Regions from separate parts of the Mus musculus genome. Here regions 1, 2 and 4 are each linked to region 3. Evidence: chromatin contacts called from public HiChIP or PLAC-seq and promoter capture Hi-C data. All regions are on one chromosome and are shown on one strand. Each heading gives the region's core, a stretch centred on a gene start, on an enhancer-like site or on the middle of the called end of the contact. The rest is flanking DNA. Distances are from core to core; before and after follow the strand shown.

Evidence for each region. HiChIP or PLAC-seq counts read pairs in DNA pulled down with a chosen protein or histone mark. Capture Hi-C pulls out chosen DNA fragments and counts their contacts.
Region 1: an H3K27ac HiChIP or PLAC-seq map of acute myeloid leukemia shows a contact between it and region 3, with 2.7 times the contacts expected there. The contact joins the enhancer-like site here to the promoter of Blcap in region 3. A contact is called at or near these places in 9 of 39 promoter capture datasets (the 3T3-L1 cell line, HPC-7-derived erythroid cells, cranial neural crest and 3 more), 3 of 484 Hi-C or Micro-C datasets (muscle stem cells, pre-megakaryocyte-erythroid progenitors and spermatogonial stem cells), 7 of 115 datasets of contacts at active chromatin or transcription factors (acute myeloid leukemia, astrocytes, effector CD8 T cells and 2 more) and 2 of 9 other capture datasets (liver and macrophages).
Region 2: a contact with region 3 is called in an H3K27ac HiChIP or PLAC-seq map of embryonic stem cells, with 5 times the contacts expected there. The contact joins the enhancer-like site here to the promoter of Blcap in region 3. A contact is called at or near these places in 2 of 39 promoter capture datasets (embryonic stem cells and stem cell-derived epiblast-like cells), 3 of 484 Hi-C or Micro-C datasets (B cells and embryonic stem cells), 5 of 115 datasets of contacts at active chromatin or transcription factors (all in embryonic stem cells) and 2 of 9 other capture datasets (embryonic stem cells and liver).
Region 4: a promoter capture Hi-C map of adipose tissue shows a contact between it and region 3. The contact joins the promoter of Rprd1b here to the promoter of Blcap in region 3. A contact is called at or near these places in 8 of 39 promoter capture datasets (cranial neural crest, hematopoietic stem and progenitor cells, hippocampal neurons and 4 more), 1 of 484 Hi-C or Micro-C datasets (embryonic stem cells), 6 of 115 datasets of contacts at active chromatin or transcription factors (cardiomyocytes, embryonic forebrain, embryonic limb bud and 3 more) and 2 of 9 other capture datasets (adipose tissue and macrophages).

The regions. Positions count from the first base shown.
Region 1 is chr2:157,151,532-157,155,309 of GRCm38.p6, forward strand. Rbl1 (RB transcriptional corepressor like 1) reads right to left here. Exons shown (of 22, transcript NM_011249.2): 20 at 1,365-1,513. Among named protein-coding and RNA genes, the nearest start is that of Samhd1, 18 kb to the left of the region's middle. Within about 2 kb of position 1,905, at least 21 of the 459 cell types and tissues checked have an H3K27ac peak or open chromatin away from gene starts, as enhancers often do. A contact at or near this core is called in acute myeloid leukemia and macrophages, where this site is marked.
Region 2 is chr2:157,057,187-157,060,547 of GRCm38.p6, forward strand. Soga1 (suppressor of glucose, autophagy associated 1) reads right to left here. Exons shown (of 15, transcript NM_001164663.1): 2 at 3,002-3,226. Among named protein-coding and RNA genes, the nearest start is that of Soga1, 20 kb to the right of the region's middle. Within about 2 kb of position 1,600, at least 137 of the 459 cell types and tissues checked have an H3K27ac peak or open chromatin away from gene starts, as enhancers often do. A contact at or near this core is called in embryonic stem cells and stem cell-derived epiblast-like cells, where this site is marked.
Region 3 is chr2:157,565,084-157,568,540 of GRCm38.p6, forward strand. It overlaps Blcap (bladder cancer associated protein), which reads right to left and starts at 1,278. Exons shown (of 2, transcript NM_016916.3): 1 at 1,165-1,278.
Region 4 is chr2:158,026,652-158,030,411 of GRCm38.p6, forward strand. It overlaps Rprd1b (regulation of nuclear pre-mRNA domain containing 1B), which reads left to right and starts at 1,846. Exons shown (of 7, transcript NM_001291134.1): 1 at 1,846-2,394. The coding sequence starts at 2,244. It overlaps Tti1 (TELO2 interacting protein 1), which reads right to left and starts at 1,783. Exons shown (of 8, transcript NM_029282.2): 1 at 1,723-1,783.

The DNA of each region.
Region 1 (3,778 bases), core at 655-3,154, 410 kb before region 3:
GCCATACAAGGAAAGAGTATAAAACCATTTTCAAAAACAGGACGGGTGTGACAGGCTCCAGACCTTAGCGCAACTGACCCCATGATGGAAGTACCATTCAGGCTGTATATATCAGCACACAGCACCACATGCCAAAACTAAAACAGAGAACTAATCCACCAAAGTCCATACACTTCTGGGAATGGCTCTGAATGCATTAGCCTTGTTTTTTGGCTTCTGTAGCTCTGCATCTGGCTCACTGTTCTCACTAGCTGAAGTGTGTCAGCCCAGGACATGGTTTTTATGCTTAAGAGCTCGCCCTGAGCAAGGCTCAGGCTACACTGGGATCCCAAGACTGAGTGTGGTTTCTGGCTGGCTAATACAAACTTTCTATTGGCTTAAATTCATGTCTAAGCAGTCTCCTCTGGAATACCCGCCATTTCTGGAGGGTCTACCAGTCTGTCTCTGAGGCCCTCACAGTGTGGAAGAGGCCTGGCAGTGTTTAAGGAGCTCCTGGGACAACCTAAGTGCCACATCCCCAAGACTCCCTCTGGTCATTTGCTGCCTAAAGTTGGGTAAGAATTTGACACTTCCACCCCAGAAGGAGACAAGTTAAAAGGTTGCCTGCTCTGTCACCTCTCAAGGTAAACTTGGTTAAGGAGCCTTCTGTAGCCATCCCAGGAGAGGTCAGAACTGCTGACCCAGTGTCTGCATCCACATGTGACCTCACTGGGGGAAGGTGTATAAATGTGTCGTGGCCACACCTGGTTGTCTTGTCTGTCTGTCTGTCTGCCTGTCTATGTATTTGTCAGTTCTGTTTCCATGTATTGACCAGTGGCTGTTTCTGGTGTGAGAACCACTCCCACCCTGACCCTGACTTAAGATCTGCCTCCTCTTGCTGGGGACCAGAATCCTTTTGGCTCTGCCAGGCTGCCCCAAAAAGTTGAAAAACCCTTCATTTGTCTTAAGCCAGAGCACTCCCTTGTTTCTTCCCTGACTGGTCTGGGTAGGGTTGGTGGGGAGGGGCTGGGCCTCTCATGGTGGTGGTGGGGTCTGACATCTAAGCACACAGGGAGGGAGAAATTCTATTTCTATTGTCTACTGGTTATCCAATACAAAGTGGTCAGTCCTGAAACCATATATATAAATGCCAAATTAAATGGACTCAGCAGGTTACATTTATATATGTATGCATTTATATATGTATGCATATATACACATACACACACTCACACACACGTTATAATAATAAAGAAAAAGAGGCCATCAATTTGAGAGGGGGTTGTGAGGAACATGGGAGGGACTGAAAGTAGAAGGGAGAAATTATATAAATATAGTTTAATTAAAATTAAAAGAATTTTGAAATAGCAAGACTTAAAACTTACTATATGGTCCTGATTGGATAAATCATACTTCAATGCAAATGACTTCACTCTTCCTACATATACTGTATTGTAAAATTTGATAAGATCACCTCTTTCCTCTTTCACTGGTTCACTGGAACAGTTGGGAGTCTTTGTGGCATCTTCTATGTCTGTTAAGAAGAATTCAGCATTGTGATAGGTATTCTGTAATATTAAATTAATAACTTGGATTATATTTCTTTTAACAAAATTAAAAAGAAAATCCGTATAAAAAAGCAGTTATATTCTCAGAGAAATCTATCTGCATACTTCACAAAGCACACTGGGAGTGCAGTGGCACAAGCCTGTGATCACAGCACTTGGAGGACTGAGGGGAGGGGGAGAATCAAGAGTCCAAGCTAGCCTGGGCTACACCAGGAGACTGTTAAAGAAATAATCCAACCAGAATGTCGAGAAATGTAATTGTGTGGACTGAATGTGAGGCGGGTGTCTCTAGTGACAGCTCACAACACATTTCACAAGGGCAGTTCTGAGCTCACTGTCACCTATGGCCTTTATTAAAGGGAACCAGCTCTGGTTAGGTCTTAAGCAACTTCAAAATGGGCAGCAGGGAAACACCCTGAGTTCAGAGGCCAAGAAGGCCCACAGAGACTCAGCCTGTTTGTCTGAAGTAGTGGAAGGATTATAGAAGGCAAAGCATATGTTTACAGGTTAGGAAAGACACAAAGTGAACCAGGTGTGGTGATGCACTTCTTTGATGCTGGCACATAGAGTTCTAGGACCCCTGGGTCTACACAGTAAGAACCTGGCTCAAACAACAACAAGAGGATTGCTGTGTTTATCTTCTTGCAAATACAAGGAGAGGAAGTTGTAGGGCTTGTTGTTAGTTTTGGTAAGTTTTATTCTGTAGTAGGCTTGTAGCCCTCTTCCTGCCTCAGCCTCCAGAGTGTTGGGATTTAGGCCTGAGCCAGAACTGGCCCGCACATTCTAGGACTCTTGTTTCTCCTGCAAAACAGGAATTCTAGTTTTCAACTGTTATCCCCTCAGCTGTTAAAACAGAAAACAAAGTTCACTCTAATGTGCTGTCTTATCTGTTGGCACCACTTAAATTGACTTCAAGCAGAGCTGCAGTCTGCTCATTTGCCAGGAGCTATCTAGGAGAAGCTAAAAACTAGGAGGTGATCTTCCTGAGATGGTTCTGCCATAGACTGTCATTGTATGACTGTCATGGTTTGAATATGCTTGACCCACGCAGTAGCACTATTTGAAGGTGTGGCCTTATTGGAGTAAGGGTGTCACTGTAGGTGTGGACTTTTAAGACCCTCATCCTAGCTGCCTGGAAGCCAGTCTTCTTCTAGCTGCCTTCAGATGAAGATGTAGAACTCTCAGCTCCTCCTGCACCATGCCTGCCTGGATGCTGCCATGTTCCTGTCTTGCTGATAATTGACTGACCCTCTGAACCTGTAAGCCAGCCCCAATTAAATGTTGTCCTTATAAGAGCTGCCTTGGTCATGTGTCTGTTCACAGCAGTAAAAACCTAACTAAGACAATGACAAATCTGCTTTTCTAGGCAAGGCCAAGGATATTTAATCTGATTCCTGATATTAATATTCTTTTCCTGTTATTATTAAATATATAACAATCACTAGATACTTACCCACCCTTCTGAGCAGATTTCTACAGACCTACAAAGATGTACTACGTTGTAGTGATGCTATATAGAAAAATAGATAATGATTCTATAGAATTCCTGACTTGATTCAAATAATTTTAGGAAGACAGTTTTTAGAGATGGTCATAGTTGCTAGAAAGATGTAATAAACTTAGAATCAAGAATGGAACGCGCCCACTCCTCAAAGTAGTAAGGGCTGCATACTAAGAAGTACAATGAGTTTTCCCAATCACACTAAAGAGAGAACTAGACTTGGGACAATTTTGTGTTCAAGGAAAAACATTTAGGTCCAAGTATAAAGTCACAGGTGTGCACTATGATAAGGCAAGGCCATGTAAAAACTTTTGCTTTGAACTTTTAATGAGTATATTATAATGAAACACTGCTGTGATCTTAGTATCAACATCCTTCTATAACTCCCATTTTATGTAACATTTTATCTCTGAGGTAATTTCCTAAAGAATTTTTTGTCTAAGAAGGTATAAAAAGACCAGAGAAAAGAAATAAAGTTGTTGGTTGAATGGTTTGGCTTGGGGAGTTCTGCCCTATCCATCCATCCATCCACCCATCCATCCATCTACCCACCCACCCACCCACCCACCCACCCATCCATCCATCCATCCATCCATCGATCCATCGATCGATCCATCCATCCATCCACCCATTCCATCCATCCATCCATCTATCCAAATACATATGTCTATGAGTCTACATGTTAGCATGTAGAAAAAAATATATGTAAGCATGCATGAATACTTGTAGA
Region 2 (3,361 bases), core at 350-2,849, 510 kb before region 3:
ATCCAGGCCCAGATTTCCAGTGGTCCCAGGGCCCTGGGCTCTCACGGGTCACTTATAGCCTCTCCAGGCTATAACCATAGGCTCTTCTCACCCTCAGGACATGTTTCATGACAGCTTTGAATCCCAGAAAGGAAAGGGCAGTTGCCCAAGGTCACATGACTAGGAAGGTAGCATGGGTCAACTATGAAGCTGATGATGCCGAAGAAGGGCAAGCTTGAAGGACTACAATGATTAACAATGGCCTGTCAACAGCAAGTCCCAACACAACTTTCTATGTCCAAAGAGCCTGAAGGGCCTTGTGTGCCTGTCTCATTGAGCCCCGAAGTTATAAGCAGGGAGACAAAGAGGAGAGGCAGCCTTGGACACACAGCAAATGCCTAAAGCACAAACAAATGTGCTCATCCATGAGGTCACTATTCACAGTGCTGGTCCCTGCCAAAGGCCAGCAGCAGCGGTGGCCCCCAGCTCCTGGGTAGATCAGTCTCTGGGCTCTGAACCTGGGATTGCAGTGCGACCCTGTGGCTCTGATCTTCAAGGAGAGAGATGGAAATCATAAGCAGTACCTCAGGCCAGGCAAGCATCCTGAGGCATGTGTGACCAAACTCAAAAATCACATGATGGGTGTTGTCACGCCATTTGACAGAGGGAAACTGAGGCTCCAAGGAGGAAGTGATGCAGGTCACCCAGGACACAGAGCCAAGGCCAGAGCATCCTTATAGAAGGATGGGGTACATGTTACTGACATGTTCTGGGGCTCTCTACAGGAAAAGCAGTGGATCCCAGAGTCCCCCAGCCGAGGCTCCTCCCATCACGTGCTCCTATGATTGGTGCCATGCCTACCACACAGGACTCTATTTTGTAATTTCATTTTATAGTCATGAAAGTCTCTATAGGGGGCTGGAGAGATGGCTCAGCGGTTAAGAGCACTGGCTGCTCTACCAGAGGTCCTGAGTTCAATTCCCAGCAACCACATGGTGGCTCACAACCATCTGTACTGAAATCTGGTGCCTCTTCTGGTGTTGAGGCATATATGTAAGCAGAAAGCTACAGACATAGTAAATAAAGGTTTGTTTGTGTGTTTTTTTTTTAAAGTCTCTATAGGATACTAAACTTATCTCCATGTTCCACAGTGGAAACAGGATCAGAGATTGAAGCAGCTTACCCAAGCCCACACGGCCATAAAGTGGCCAGACCATCCTCATGCTAGCGGGTCTCCCTGTTGAGGGTCGGAGATCTTGTTAACTGTGTGGACCAGCAAAAGGAGCCTGGGAGGGTTGTTCTGGGGTGGCGGCTGGGGAATCTCACTAATAACATACCAGCTCAATAAAACCACCGGAGCTCAAAAGCCCTGCAGGGCACAGGGCCAAGGAGCCTGCTGAGCAGGAGAGGAATCCCTAGGCATACCCCCCACCTCCGTCCCCGCCCCCAGTCCCTCTCCACCTGGTTGAGAGGTGCCTAGGGGAAGACAGGGAAGTCAGCATTCTGAGGACCTCCATAATTGCCTCTAACATCCCCAGCACACTGGGAGGAAGGGTGATGGCAAAACTGTGCGGCCCGCTAAGACAGAGCCAGAACATGAGCTCAGCGTTGCAGCTGCGGGGGTGGGCAGGAGCAGCGCGGGCATGCAGATTGGCTCGTTCAAATCCTAACAGAAGGGGCCCTTCCCCTCCTCCTGGAGGGCTGAGCCCCACCCCCATCCCAGCTGCTCTGGCCCCGCCCACCAGCCTGCTCCCCACCTCTCTTCTCGGTCTTGCTTGTCTAGGGTCCCTCCCAGATTCAAAGACCAGGGCCCAACCGCAGATTCGCCTGAACGGCTCGCTCCGCTCTTTCCCTCCCTGCTCTGTCTCCTACCGATGAGGGAACCGGGGAGTTGTTAGGTTGTTTTTTTTTTAAATCGTGTTTTGTTTATGATTTTTTGGATAACAAGATCTTAGTGTGCAGTCAAGGAAACTGGCTCCACACAGGTTCACAGGCTTGCATAGAGTCTCAACGCTGGTCACAGAATGAACAGTGTCCTTTCTGAATGCCCTGCAGGGCTGGATTCTCAGGGCTTTCCAGCAGCAGGTGTGTGGCTTGCTCAGCACCTGCCTGCCCTCCGGGGCCCTTGGGATCTTTCCCCAAGGAAGTCCTGGATCTTTCCCAGGCTCACGCCCTCTTCCCCCTTGGGCTACCTGCAGAACTCCTAGGCTCCTCCCAGTTCTGTACCGGTCGCAGCACCCTGAGTTCCTTGTTCACACTGGACTGAGTTCTGAGAGCGGAGGCTGGCTCAGGGTCCCCACATTTTGGGGGCTTACATAAGACAGACTGGCAATGGGGACTTCTCTCCTCCATCCCCGACCTAAGTGGCGCCATTCAGGCTTTCTCCTTAGGCAGAGAAGCAGCAGGTTCCAGCAGTGAGGTCTGAGAGGTGGATGGGCCTGACGTCTTGACCCTGGATAGGTGCTTCTCTCCTCTGAGGCCCAGCCCCCTCCTCCAGAAAACGGATGCAGTAATAATAGCTACTCACTGTCAGTCCCTCTGGTGTCTTAGCCAGGGTTTTAATATTCTGGATTGTAGGTTCTTATACCCATTTTGCAGATGAGGACATTGAAATATAGAAGACTTGATTAAAACCTCAAAGCCCAAGTATCCTGGAGCCCAGCTCTGAACCATCCTGGTTCAGCTGCAGTCTTCCCATAAGAAGCCTGTGGTGCTGAGCAGGGACCATAAGTAGGGCCTACTCAGAGGCCAAAGCCACATACAAAGCAGACATACAAGAAACGGCCTCTTGCTGCTTCAGAAGGGTTCTTGTCATACCATTTCCTGGCTATCCTGTTTGGAGGATGTGTTGATCCACCAGGGGTCCCCACTTTGAAGATGGAAAAACTGAGGCCCAGAGAGGCAGGATAATTTGCTCAAGGCAAGCAGTAAGCCACAGGCCTAACCTGGATCCCCAATGGGGTTTATGATCCAACCACCCAACGAGGGCACCTGTGAAGGTTGGCAGTGACCCCAGACTGACCTTGACGTCCTGTTCCAGACCTCGGATGAGTTCCCCATCAACCTGGCCTGTCTGGGCAGCGCGGAGGCTGCGGCGCTCAGCCTTACGCAGTCGGTACTGCAGGATGCGACAGGTTTTGCTGGCTTGGTCCAGCTGCTGCCGCAACTCCTGCAGCTGATACACGTCTTCCTCCATGTAGACATCCCGCATCTCCAGCATCTCAGCCCGTAGCTCCTCAATCTCATCCTGAGGGGTGAAAAGAAAGGGTCAGACCTACAGATGTCATGGCAGTAGCCAGGGTGCCTGAATGCTGGCCACACTCAGAAAGCCAGCTGGGGTTACAGGCTGAATACCACCACCCAAAGACAGCCACAGCTAAAT
Region 3 (3,457 bases), core at 28-2,527:
CAAGCTTGAATGGAATGCGTGTATTTCAAAGAGAACAAGTAAAAAGGGCAGCCTAACTCTCATCCCCCTAGAAATAACAGGTAAGAAGTTAAAGTGTTCTGTCAACAACTTTAAGATGACCATTTTCAGATCGAGAATTGATCTGGTTCCTGGAAACTGACCAAGGTTCCAGAAATCCAATCTTTAAACAGGAACTCTGGCCATTAATGAATCTTGACTTAAAAGAAACAAGCCAGCTCAATCTAATGCTTGCCAGGGGCACATAAAATGGAACTTTTTTTGGGTCCTGGCTTTGGTGTTGCAGTTCAGATGGCTGACAGGATGGCTGGACCATGTCAGACAGGGCAGAGCTGTCCCCAATATATCAGTTCCCTGAAAGGGACAAAGAAGATCCGAACCTATAAACAGAAATAACCTATAAACTAGAACGGGCCCCAGTTTCCCAAGTAAAAAGAGACAAGAGACTTAGAAGAAACCTAAAGGTGGTTTGGCAGAGAAAGGAAAAAAAAAAAAAAATCGACTGTCCCCATCCCCCATTCTTCCTTTCCAGCCAGGCACTCCGTTCCTTCTGCTGCCCTTGAGTGCCACTCCCCACAAACTGGAGAGGGAACCGGTGTCCAGACTCGACGAAAAGTTGGTGGAAGTGAGAAGCACACGGGACCCGTAGCAGATGGTCACCCTATCACTCCGGACACAAAAGAGAGCGTTCGGGGCCCACTTCTACTTTCTCCCCACACTCCTTCGGATAAGGGTGGGGGAAGAAAAAGAAAAAAAAAGGGGGGGGGGAGAGAAACTGAAGTGGCGAGGAAAGAGTGTCCAGCCTCCCAGAAGCTGAGCCCCTCGCCAAGGTCCGGAACAGAGGAGGTGGTGGTCGCGCCCGCCCCTCCCAGCCCCGTCCCGGGAGCGCGCTGACCTTGGAGGCCAGAGTGACAGCTAAGGAACCCCGGAACCCACCCAAGGGACGGGAAGGGACCACCCCCAAGGCCCAGGTTGGGACGAAAAGGGGAGGTCATCTGACGCCAGACAAGGGTGCGCCCGACCCCGGCCGCGCGGAAAGCCCCGGCGAGAGGCCAAGCGACGCCTAAGGTGACCCCGGAGGGCTAACATGGCGGCGCGGCCGCACCGAGCGCTCTCACCCTGCCCAGGCGGGCGACGCCACGATACCTGCGAGCCCCACCATGGCACTGCCGCCACTGTCGCCGTCGCCGCCGCTGCTTGCCTCCACCTTAGCTCGCCACCAACGCCGCAGGAGCTGGGGAGACGCCCCCTTCGTCTTCTAGTGGAGCGGTCCAAGGACCCCCGGTCCAGAACCGAGCTGTCTTCTGAGAACGCCTGACAAACTGGCTCAAAGCGAGGCTACTCTCAGACACTCTCCCCTCAGTATCCGCCACGAAATGTCCTTTCTGAGTTTTTAGTAGACTTGAATAAAATTATGGGGCGCTAAGGTCTTCAAACCCGTGGAATATTTGGTCAGGCGTATCTTAGGCAGCCCCGAACCTCCGGCCCATGGTCCCCTTCATGCATATGCAGCAGATTGTGATTCTTACTCTTTGAGAGCTCCGCGGGCGAGCGAGGTGTAGTTACGCTGATGAGCGTAACTCCGCAGAATCCTTAGCACCTTGTGATTTGTGTACTTTGGGAAAACTTCTCGTGGCTCAGATCTGGCCCTTCAACCACGGGCTGAGGACGTGCTTCCTCCTTGGTGAGGAAATGGCTTGCCCCAGGCTTGTTAATGTCTAGATGAGTCAGTGTGGTCACTTACTAGCTTATTAGCCACGTTCCTGACCTCATACTGTGCGCAAGCGCAGTGCTAGAGGCTAAGGAGGTACAATTCTACTCCTGACCCCAATTTTCTCAGTCACCAGGGTGAGAGTGAGTGTCGGGGGATAGTGGAGAGACTACCACCCAGTAACCACTTGTAGTCGCACCAGTACATGATTTGTAATTAGGCATCGTGGAAGGCACTAGGAGGCAAAGTAAAGAGAGGAGAAATGAGTGGAATCCTGGTGTCTGGAGTGGGCGAGGGTTGGGGCCGTCTTAGGCATATTGAGTTTGTGCATTGTGTGAGTGAGGGGTCTTGTTCCAGACATGGAGGTGACAACCCTAAGGGTGGAAGGTGAACAAGGAATATGACAGGTACCTTGGTCATGAATTTGAATTTTTGTCTTGAGAGACATGGGAAGCTATGTTCTTCGAGGCAATGAAAAGAAATCTGGGTCTCTCCGAGGCCATTGACTTTCAGGGTTAGAAAACATGAAAGTGAGGTTTGGGACAGGAAGCCAGTTAAGCAACCAGAACATCTTTCCAGACACAAAGTCATGGTGACTCAGACAGGTAGTGACTAAGGGAGCTAGAAGAGATCATATCAAACTGGGTGCGGGAAGCACATACTGAGGCACAGGCATTGACTCCTAAGCTGTGGCTGTAGGGATGAAGAAGAGGTGAAGAGCCCTTGGCCAGGGTGGAAAGGCCCGAAGACAGGCTGCTAGGGGACAATCAGAAGTGGGACAGAGAACTCAGTAGCGGAAATGCCTGGGCACACCGTGGATGGAGAGAGTGGACCTGTATAAGGGCTGGTGGGCCTCCCTCAGCACACGGGTCTTGGTAGTGTCTAGAAGCCAAGGGGATCCAAGGCAGGAAGGAAGGAGGCCAATGGTGATCTAGGGAGGAGCTGGGAAAGGAACTGCAGAAGCGGGGTGCAGCAGACTCTCTTGTCCCTACTGCCACAGGCTGGTCCATGAAGCAGGGGTTCCGTGGAGTGGAGCTGGCTGGTGCTGACTCACGTGGGAGACTTTGGACACCTTGGATTCGGGAATGAGATGGCTCTGTAGCCTGTTCTTCATGTTGCCTCTCTCTCTCTTTCTTTCTTTCTTTCTTTCTTTCTTTCTTTCTTTCTTTCTTTCTTTCTTTCTTAACAGTAAATTACTGCCTTAAAAAGGAGGGGCTGGCGAGATGGCTCAGTGGTTAAAAGCACCGACTGCTCTTCCGAAGGTTCTGAGTTCAAATCCCAGCAACCACATGGTGGCTCACAACCATCTGTAATGAGATCTGATGCCCTCTTCTGGTGCATCTGAAGACAGCTACAGTGTACTTAGATATAATAATAAAAAATAAATCTTAAAAAAAAAAAAAAAAAGGAAATGAGTGGCCGGGCGTGGTGGTGCACACCTTTAATCTCAGCACTCAGGAGGCAGAGGCAGGCAGATTTCTGAGTTTGAGGCCAGCCTAGTCTACAAAGTGTGTTCCAGAACAGCCAGAGCTACACAGAGAAACCCTGTCTCAAAAAACAACAACAAACAACAACAAAAAACAAAAACAAAAAAAAAAAAAAAAAGGAAATGAGTGGCGGATACATGGAATGGCTTGGTGTCTCAGAGGACCTGGGTTTCTTCCAACACTCTGTTATCCTTCAGTTCATGGGCACAAGATGATCCCAGTTCCAGGTGTCACACCTGAG
Region 4 (3,760 bases), core at 596-3,095, 460 kb after region 3:
GCTAACAAGGGTGTGAAGTTGGTTTTCTCATTATCTGGAAAGATAGCTTATGGCTTGTTCTCTAGCTCCTTGCAAGCAACCAAATGCTACTTTATCCTCTCCGAAGGGCATATATAACATACTTCTATGTGACCAACTTACATTTTCTCAAGCCCATGCATTCCCTACCCCCTTGGCTTCCTGGATTTTTATGAAAATCATTTTTTTGTTTCATTTTATACTTGCATGTCCATTTTTCTCTTCTCTAGAAGGCAAGTTCCCAAGGGCAGGGACAGCTTGTCTGTTTTCCCAGAACAGTGCTTCAAACACAGATGCTCAGAAATTATTCACTGAATGAAGGAACCTTTGGCTAATATGTGAGGAATTTGGGATCAGGTGATTTGACTGAGTCAGGCCTTGACTGAATTCTAGTTTTGCCATTTCCTGGCTATGCCCAAGCAGCTCTGGACAGGTAACTCACTCGAATCTCATGTGTTCTCATTATCAAATGGTGATAGCAATCCCCGTGCCAGAGCACTGTTGTTAAGGACTGACATTTAAAATAGTAACATCTGGATACATAGACTTAGTACAAAGGGTACTCAGAACATGAGTTACTCAGTACTCAGCAACTATTTAGATGAGGTCTCAAAAGCCCGAGCTTTTTTGTAAGGTGGGGTCTTAAAAGCTGGTCTGGAATTTACTGCACAGACCAAGCTGGCCTGGAACCCTCAGGAGAACCACCTGCCTCTGCCTCCCTATATCATTATAAGGTGTTGACTTGTGCGTTAATTCAATCAGCTATGAATTCAGCTTTGATTCCAGATGCTGGGACACACTTAGATACACTCTCTTCATTCAGATCTTAGCTCTGTGAGCTTGAAACTTATGTGATCACCACACCTCTGTAACCTGTTTCCTCAGTTGTTAAACCGTGAGACGATAACACTTACCTCATAGCTTTGAAAAGTGTCTAGCACATAGAAACTTCTCAACTACACTAGCTATGATCATGATGCACTCCAGGTGAAGAAGGGTCAAAGCATGTATATTAGGGACAGAGAAGTTAAGAAAACCAGGCATCAACTATAGGAATGTCTTTTAGGCTGGGAGGGGACTCACATCTAATAAGTTCAACAACGTCAGGGAGTTGTAGGTATGTGTGTTGGGGGGGGGGTGCACGCACAGAGGACGTCAGGTGTCCCGCTCAATCACTCTCCAGCTTATTCTTTTGAGACTGAGTCTTTCACTGAACCTGGAGTTAAGCAGGCATCTAGCAAGCTCCGGCGATCTTCCTGTCTCAGCCCCAGAACACTGAAGTTACAGACCTGGCCCACCAACTTGGGCTTTTTAATGATGGGAACACAAATCCTCATTCTTGCATAGCAAGCACTTGGAGCCATCACACCCCTCCAAAAAAAAAGTTGTGTGTGTGTGGGGCCAGACTCAGTAGAGGTCAGTAGACGGCGCAGTTCCACCAGGTGAGAAAAGGGGTATCACTTCGGAAGTCAGAACAGGAACCAAAGTGGGGAGCCCTGCCAAGAGTTCGTGTCTTTAAAGGAACTAGAGGAGCGCTGGGGAGAGGGGCCCAGGCACGGAGGGAGGTGTGGCCTAGGCCAGCCACCAAAGCGACGCGGCCCTTCCCACACCCAGCTCCCGCGCTTCCTGCCTCAGTGTGTCCTAAGGATTCGTTTCTGGACGCTCCTAAGCGGCTGGGCTCCCTTACACTCCCGCCACTCTTACCTCGTCTTCCAGTCTTTCCCTCACTCTCCCGCCTCCTGCACCCTAGGCGGAAATGACGACTAAGTAGTGCGTCGCGCCGCGCCAGAAAGGTTCTGCGGAGCGGGAAAAAGGGTTCCGGTGAGGCTCACTGCGCCGGCGCGCGGGCGCGAGCGGTTAAAGCGCATTTTCGGTGTTCGAGGACCTGGATTTGTTCCCTCGGCCTGGCCGGCTAGAAGTCAGGGACCAAGGATACTGCCGCCTCCTAAGGATCGTTTTCCTCCGGCTCCGAAGCCTCTCGGCGCCCGGCTGTGGCCCTTGCCCTTTGACCCCCGTGGCGGCGGGGTGAGAGGTCGGGTGGCCATCTTGTGGCGGCGGCGCGGGCGGCTGTTACTGCGGAGACCTGTCCCCTCCCCCCACCTGGTACCCCGAGCTGTCTGTCAGTCGGCGGAGAGCCCTGCAGCCTGTCAGCGGAGGCCTGGGCCGAGTGCGGTCGCTTTCCCCGTCTCATCGGGCGGCCCGGGCTGCTCCCCACCACCGCCACCATGTCCTCCTTCTCAGAATCGGCGCTGGAAAAGAAGCTCTCAGAGCTGAGCAACTCTCAGCAGAGCGTGCAGACCCTCTCCCTGTGGCTCATCCACCACCGCAAGCACGCAGGACCCATCGTCTCCGTGTGGCACCGCGAGCTCCGCAAAGGTGATCACCCGCACCCCGGCTCTCCCATGGCTGTGTTCCCTCATCCACTCTCCCGCAGCCCTGTGGCTTCTTAAGCCTTGTTTTGCAGGCCTGGGGCTCTGATGGAGGGTCTGAGGTTGGAAACGGTGTTATTTTATGACTTGGAGAGGGAAACTGAGGCCCGGTAAGGTATGGGAGATTCGTCTGAAGTTCCAAGGGCGCAAATGCCCAGACTTGAAGTTACTCAGCTCCTTCCCTCATCAGGCTTCCCCCTCACACCTTACGACAGTTGTTTTTGTTTTTGTTTTAAATCGTGGCTGTGTTTGGAGCTGGGAGCCCCGTGTTGGGCAATTGGAATACGATCCAGCCGTCTCTGGTCAGACTGCCCACATTAAGACCTGGTGCAAACGTGTTCTAGCTAAGTGATCCTGGGAACGTTTCTTCATATCCTTGTGCCGGTGTATTCTAATCTGTAAAACGGATACAAACTTACCTGTACTTCCAAAGCCTTGACTCCGTGTTAGTTACTATCCATAGACTTGAGAACAGGATGGTAAATTGGGTAGCCTTCTGCCCTTGCCACTAAATTCAGACTCTCACGATATTCCCCGAGCGCTACCTGTTTCTTGCCAGGCCCGGTGTTGGATGCAAGTTGTTTCTGGCTACTGTCTGGAAGTTAAGTCTATCTGTCACTGAACCCAACAGTTTAACCTCTATGTCCTTTATTCCTTATATAGAAAATGGAGATGATGGTAGTTTATGTTATTGTGGCTTTATTATGTGCTGCTATCTTTATGCGGGTTGCTTTTGTTTTTGCTTTGGGACAGAACCTTTAGCCTTTACAGGTCTGGATCTCCCTATGTAGACCAGGCTGGCCTCGAACTCAGACCCGCCTGTTTCTGCCTCCCAAATGCTGGGATTAGTGACTTGTGCCACCATACTGGATGGTTCTTTGTTTTTTTTTTGTTTGCTTGTTTTTTGTTTTGTTTTGTTTTTTTAAATTCTTGGGTTTTTTTTTTTTGAAGTAGGAATTTTACAGATGGGGAAAACACAGGGCTCAACAAAGCCGATTCTGGTAAGAAGCCAGGCTAATCCAGGAAGCATTTTAGTGTGCTGTGGGCACAGTGCACGCTTTCATAGAAGTGGTGAGTTAGGACTGGTGAACGCCCTGTACTGCTTGGTCTTTGCCTTCAGGTTGCTACATCCAGGTGTGGAGCAGCGGGCAGGTACAGTGCTAACTCACACTGTGCTGGCTTCCTAAGCAGAAGACTGAAGAGTCGAAGCTTGGCTGTTGTAGACGAGGAAACTGAAATGGAGAAATGGAGAGTGCGATAGTCAAAGTCTTTGAACTGATGAGGCTCCATGGCAGGCACCAAACTCCAGGGTT